Regions from separate parts of the Bombyx mori genome. Here region 1 is linked to region 2. A link is a contact called in public Hi-C data. All regions are on one chromosome and are shown on one strand. Each heading gives the region's core, a stretch centred on a gene start, on an enhancer-like site or on the middle of the called end of the contact. The rest is flanking DNA. Distances are from core to core; before and after follow the strand shown.

What was found. A called contact is a pair of places that touch in the nucleus more often than the background predicts.
Region 1: a Hi-C map of middle silk gland shows a contact between it and region 2, with 1.6 times the contacts expected there. The contact joins the promoter of LOC101742415 here to the enhancer-like site in region 2. A contact is called at or near these places in 2 of 7 Hi-C or Micro-C datasets (middle silk gland and whole pupa).

The regions. Positions count from the first base shown.
Region 1 is chr22:9,691,950-9,694,884 of ASM3026992v2, forward strand. LOC101742415 (zinc finger protein 431) reads right to left here and starts at 1,271. Exons shown (of 9, transcript XM_004931815.5): 1 at 962-1,271. The coding sequence starts at 1,102.
Region 2 is chr22:9,630,066-9,633,158 of ASM3026992v2, forward strand. LOC101742954 (general transcription factor IIE subunit 1) reads left to right here. Exons shown (of 9, transcript XM_004931818.5): 5 at 182-408; 6 at 1,466-1,664; 7 at 2,977-3,093. Among protein-coding and RNA genes, the nearest start is that of LOC101737553, 9.2 kb to the right of the region's middle. Within about 2 kb of position 1,601, at least 2 of the 8 cell types and tissues checked have open chromatin away from gene starts, as enhancers often do.

The sequences.
Region 1 (2,935 bases), core at 21-2,520, 62 kb after region 2:
AGTAATGCAATGATTAGAGCCCCTGACTGTTGTAAAGAGAGTCCTGTGTTCGATTCCCGCATTGAGCAAACATTCATGTGATGAATAGGTTTGTTTGCTGTGTCTGGGTGTTCATTATCTATATATATAAGTACATATGTCAGTCTCTGGTACTCATAACAGAGGGAATCCTTATTTGGGGAAGGATGACTGTGCATGATTTGTTCTGTGCATTATTATTATTGTACTATATCCATTTAAAATCTCATTAATTTATAAATCTTTCTTAAAAAATATTAAAAATACACTTTAAAAAACACCATATAAAAATAGGTTGCTGCTGCTGACAGTGTCTACGACACAAGCCACCAATGGTGAGGACCCAAGAGTGAGAAAGCCCCTCACAATACTTGATGATGTCTATGCAAATTCTCGACATTAGCAAAAGAAGAACAGCCAGAAACAATATGTCTAATAAACTCTCCTGGATTGTGGCATGTCCTACAATGGTCGACCATCCCATCCTTTAATATATATTTCTCTAAACGATTGTTTCATATCTACGTCCACTATATTTAGCATTTTGAACATACCAAGATACTTGTAGGTTTCAGATTAAAAAAGAAATTTTAAGACCACACTATGGTTAAATTGTAAGCAATCTGAGTTTACAACTTTATCTCTCTGTACATCTATGAACGCACATTTATCAACACAAATTCCATCCCGGTGGCTTTGCTAAAATTGTCGTTAAGTAAATTCATCAAGTCTGATTGTTTGAAAGTTTATTATTATTATTAATGTAAATAAAGAAAATGAAAATACCTTAAAAATAAATTGTCGGCTTAGTTGAAAATAGTGACAAATTACTATTTCTGTTCTGTTTCCATTCATTTACCATATACACACTATGAAATTTCAGCATTTGTGAAAACATTTGTTTCGATAGAGAATAAGTAGAGATTTGAAACTGTGTACTTACTTTTACATCGGCAATTGCTGTCAGCATTTCTGCGTAGTTTCCAGACAATTTGTACCTAAATAATGGACATAAAGTCTTACTATTAGTGAGACATATTCGACAAGATTGCATATCAACTATGGGATTTGAATTTGTTTCCATTTTCAATGAACTTAGTGCTGACAATATCGACAATAAATCTGAGATAGTGACACAATTGCAGCAGTCAAAGGAAATCACTAAAAACGCGGCATCCAGAGTCCAGAACCAGAGCACTGCACCATTTTATTTTCGCCTCACTATCCATTCACAGAGTATTAAAATTTAACATAGACTACTATACTCGATAACAATCCATGAGCTCGGCTCTGTAAATTTGGCCCCCTTTTTTATTTTTTAATGATTTGTTCGTCGTTTGTTCGTTAATGTTCGAATGTAAAAATTGTTTGTTCGTCTTTTGTTTATTTATAATTAATTAAATAAATGATCACCGTTAAGTGGGCCTCCTTTACTAGAGATCTTTATTTTTATCGCTCAAATTAATTTATTTTGATCAATTATCGTTTGTTCGACGACTATTGGTGATTGTTCGATCATAAAAACAATTAAATTCCCAATTATTAATTATTTTATATTAATGTAATACCGAAATACTTCACGAGATGGCGTTGTGATTGTCTACTGAATAAATAATATTTATTCGTAGTTGATTGTTTAACATGTTATGAATATTTCAGTTTTGATTTCATCAAAATAATTTGAACTTTACTACTGAATTCCGAAAAAAATTCTAATTAAGGCTCAGCTTTTTATTTAAGCCTCTTACTGTAGTTTTTAAATTACATTGATGCGGATTGATGTTTCAAAGGTTTCCGATTTCAATTTTAAAATCTGAAATAATTAAGAACAGCGTCATCCACCGTTCACATTTGAAACAGAATTTAATTCGGTTTAAATTTGTAAAAGTTGATGTTGATTATTATTACACTAATTAATTGAGCGTTTCATTAGCTTTTAAGCTGAGTGACTATTTATAATTTATTTTTATTCTATTGTCTATTTTTGTTAAGTAATAAATAAGCAAAAAATAATACTTAACAAAAAGATATGAAATCCGAACAAAAACAGTTTTACTGTAAAAAATTGCGCCAAGTCTACGTTTATAAAACTCATCTCAATAACATTTGCACTTTACAAAAAAAATAAAACTTCAATAACTTTCATTCTCTACAAAAAGATGTGAAATACAAAAAAATACCAAGAAACCGTCATAACGTTGAAAAAATGAAAAAAAATATATTTGAAAATTTAAAAATGAAAAAAAAATATTTGTCGTACTTGGCGCGCGTCATTGAGTACCCCAAATTTTTTCGGAAGTATTTCAACTGGTGCAAGCGGCTGGAAATAGCTGCTGGTGCTAGTGCTGGAGCTAGCGGTCGGTGCAAGTGGCTGGAGCTGGCGGCTGGTGCAAGTGGATGGTGCAAGCGGCTGGAGCTAGCGGCTGGTGCAAGTGGCTGGTGCAAGCGGCTGGAGCTAGCGGCTGGTGAAAGCGGCTGGTGCAAATGGCTGGTGCAAGCGGCTGGAGCTAGCGGCTGGTGCAAGCGGCTGGAGCTAGCGGCTGGTGCAAGCGGCTGGAGCTAGCGGCTTGCGCAAGCGGCGGGTGCAAGCGGCTGGTACTAAAATGCTGGCGCTAACCGCCGGGGCTTGTTGCTAGAGCTAGCAGCTGGTGCTAGTTGCTGGAGCTAGTGGCTGGTGCTAGTTGCTGGAGCTAGCGGCCGGTGCTAGTTGCTGGAGCTAGCGGCTGGTGCTAGCGGTTGGGGCTAGCGGCTGGTGCAAGTGGCTGGTGCTAGCGGCTGGTGCTAGCGGCTGGTGCTAGTTGCTGGTGCAAGCGGCTGGAGCTAGCGGCTGGTGCAAGCGGCTGGAGCTAGCGGCTGGTGCAAGCGGCTGGAGCTAGCGGCTGGTGTAAGCGGCTGGAGCTAGTGGCTGGTGCTAGTT
Region 2 (3,093 bases), core at 351-2,850:
AAAACTATATGATTACAACCATTATTTCTGCATCTCGTCACGCCTACCTCACATTTGTTTAGCCGTTACAAACGACCAATCATTATATTCGCTTAATAATAAAAAAAAAACATGTTTTTGTATTATTTCATTAGGAATTTTAATTGCTAAAGTAAATTATTATCGCTCTTCTCAAATTTAGGCAGATCAGTTATACGATATGGCAACACAAGAATTCCAATGCACGTTCTGCAGTGCAGTTGTGGACGAGGACATGTCGGCGCTACCAAAAAAAGACTCCAGATTATTGTTGGCCAAGTTCAATGAGCAGCTGGAAACGCTTTACATATTGTTGCGAGAGGTCGAAGGCATCAAACTGGCTCCAGAGATACTGGAACCAGAACCGGTCGATATTAACACAATACGAGGGTGAGTTTTGAAGTCATTTCGAATAATCATCAAATCAGTGTAAAAAATAATATCCAAGAAAATATTTTATACTAAGATATTTATTAACACGTTGAATGCCAAATGAAAAATCGAGTATTTTCATTCACCGGTGAGCACTGTGGCCTGAATATACCTTTCGGGCCATAAGGGTCACCCGTGATCCTCGTGAGGGTTCCGACGTAAATGCTTCCTACAATCCACAAATTGCAGATATCAAAAGCGCGTGTTGAAGTGATCCGCGTGGCCCTTTAGCCGAACTGAACGCCTTTTGTTTTCAAATCCAATAGAAAGCTGTAGTTTTTATCAAGATATTTTTAGGAAGTCGTACCTTTTTAAAATATCTTAAAAACTAGACGGTAAAAGTCGCTAATTTTGATCTTCAAGATCTCAAGTTGATTTCTTTACTGCTTTCATAATTTTGGCTTTGTCCGAATGGTATACCTAGTAAGCTAGGCCCACCGGTTGACCGTGTGGCGGTAGCCATCACACAACACAAGATATTTGATAGATGCCTTTATCTCGCTTAGGACATTTTCAAGATAAGCTTGCATATATACAAGTTCCGAACTAGAACATTCGGACTGTCTGTCTACCGAGCAATATCACCCGCTCGGGGAAAAATATTTCCCTCCGTCGTTAAGCGTACAGCCGCATGACGTTCAACGTGTCATTACGTATTAATGGTTAAGATTAACATTTCTCTTGTCTTTGGTCCAGATTGACGTCAAAGTTAATACGTATTAATAGTTAAGATTAACATTTCTCTTGCTCTTTGCTCCAGATTGACGTCAAAGTGAATACGTATTAATGGTTAAGATTAACATTTCTCTTGCTCTTAGCTCCAGATTGACGTCAAAGTGAATACGTATTAATGGTTAAGATTAACATTTCTCTTGCTCTTAGCTCCAGATTGACGTCAAAGTGAATACGTATTAATGGTTAAGATTAACATTTCTCTTGCTCTTAGCTCCAGATTGACGTCAAAGTGAATACGTATTAATGGTTAAGATTGACATTTCTCTTGTCTTTGGTCCAGATTGACGTCAAAGCAGTCTGCATTGCGTCCGGGCGGCGAGCAATGGTCGGGTGAGGCGACGCGCAACCAGGGCATGCTGGTCGAGGAGACACGAGTCGACGTCACCATCGGAGACGACAAGCCCGCGCGGGACGCCGGCGCGCTACGCAAGGAGCGGCCCGTCTGGATGGTCGAGAGCACCATTGCCTCCAACGAACAGGTCCGATGCAGACTCGGTGACCGGTTCAAACATGACCGAGTCGATCGCGAAAGAATTTTGAAGTCGTCGTGGCCTAAAGGATAAGATGTCCGGTGCATTCGTGTTGAGCGATGCACCGGTGTTCGAATCTCAGGCGGGTACCAATTTTTCTAATGAAATACGTACTCAACAAATGTTCACGATTGACTTCCACGTTAAAGGAATAACATTGTGTAATAAAAATCAAAAGCCGCAAAATTATAATTTGCGTAATTACTGGTGGTAGGACATCTTGTGAGTCCGCGCGGGTAGGTACCACCACCCTGCCTATTTCTGTCGTGAAGCAGTAATGCGTTTCGGTTTGAAAGGTAGGACAGCCGTTGTAACTATACTTGAGACCTTAGAACTGATATCTCTAGGTGGGTGGGTGCATTTACGTCGTAGATGTCTATGGGCTCCAGTAACCACTTAACACCAGGTGGGCTGTGAGCTCGTCCACCCATCTAAGAAATAAAAAACAAAAAAAAAAAAAAAATAGACTCCGTGACCGGTTCAAGCATGACCGAGTCGATCGCGAAGGAATTATTGTTGTTTTGGTGATATAAAAAAAATCATGAGCGCGTGGCCATTTTAAATGAATCCCCAGCCTATTATTGCTACAACCCCTCAAACCGGACATTTTGACTACTTTACGAATAAGTTGTTTTCTCTCTATAGCTAATGACCTTGACAGCTTCGCTAGAACTAAGAACTGCAGTTTGCTAATAACTGCAGAATGCCTTCGAAGAAAAAAGCAGAGGACCCGCTAAGACAAAGCAGAGGAATTCAGTCGACTATATATAGGCTATATGAAGACATGTATGGATGAAAGGATGGAATACAATTTTTAAGATTTTCGAGTTTCTACATTGAATGAAGGTGTTATGTGTCCATAATCGATTTTAGACCTCAAAACTCCGGGCTTAAAGGCTATTTTTAGAAATTATGGAGTTATGTACGAAGAGAAATTACAAGTAATAAAAGTGTGTTGCCCGTTTTCTCAAAATTAACAAATTGTATAATATTCCTTTAATCTACTCATGTCTTCATATGTTCTATATATAGCTGACTGAATTTCTCTGTTTTTTCCTTCGAATACATTTTGCAGTTATTAGGAAACTGCAGTTATTAGTTCTAGCGAAGCTGTCAATGGCATTAGCTATAAAGAGAAAACAACTTATTTGTATCGAGCGCTTCCTTAATGCGGTTCAGAAATATTGGCTTATAGCGGCCGTCGTATAGTTGAATGTATGTTGAAGTTCGCAAAGCTGACTCGGTTCGTATTGGTCGACAGAGCGACAGCGCGCACTCGACGGACGCGGCCCTCGAGAAGGCGGCCAGTACTGCTGCGAGCGTCAAGACCGCAGGGAAGGAGAAGAACGACGACATTATGTCCGTCCTGCTCGCACAC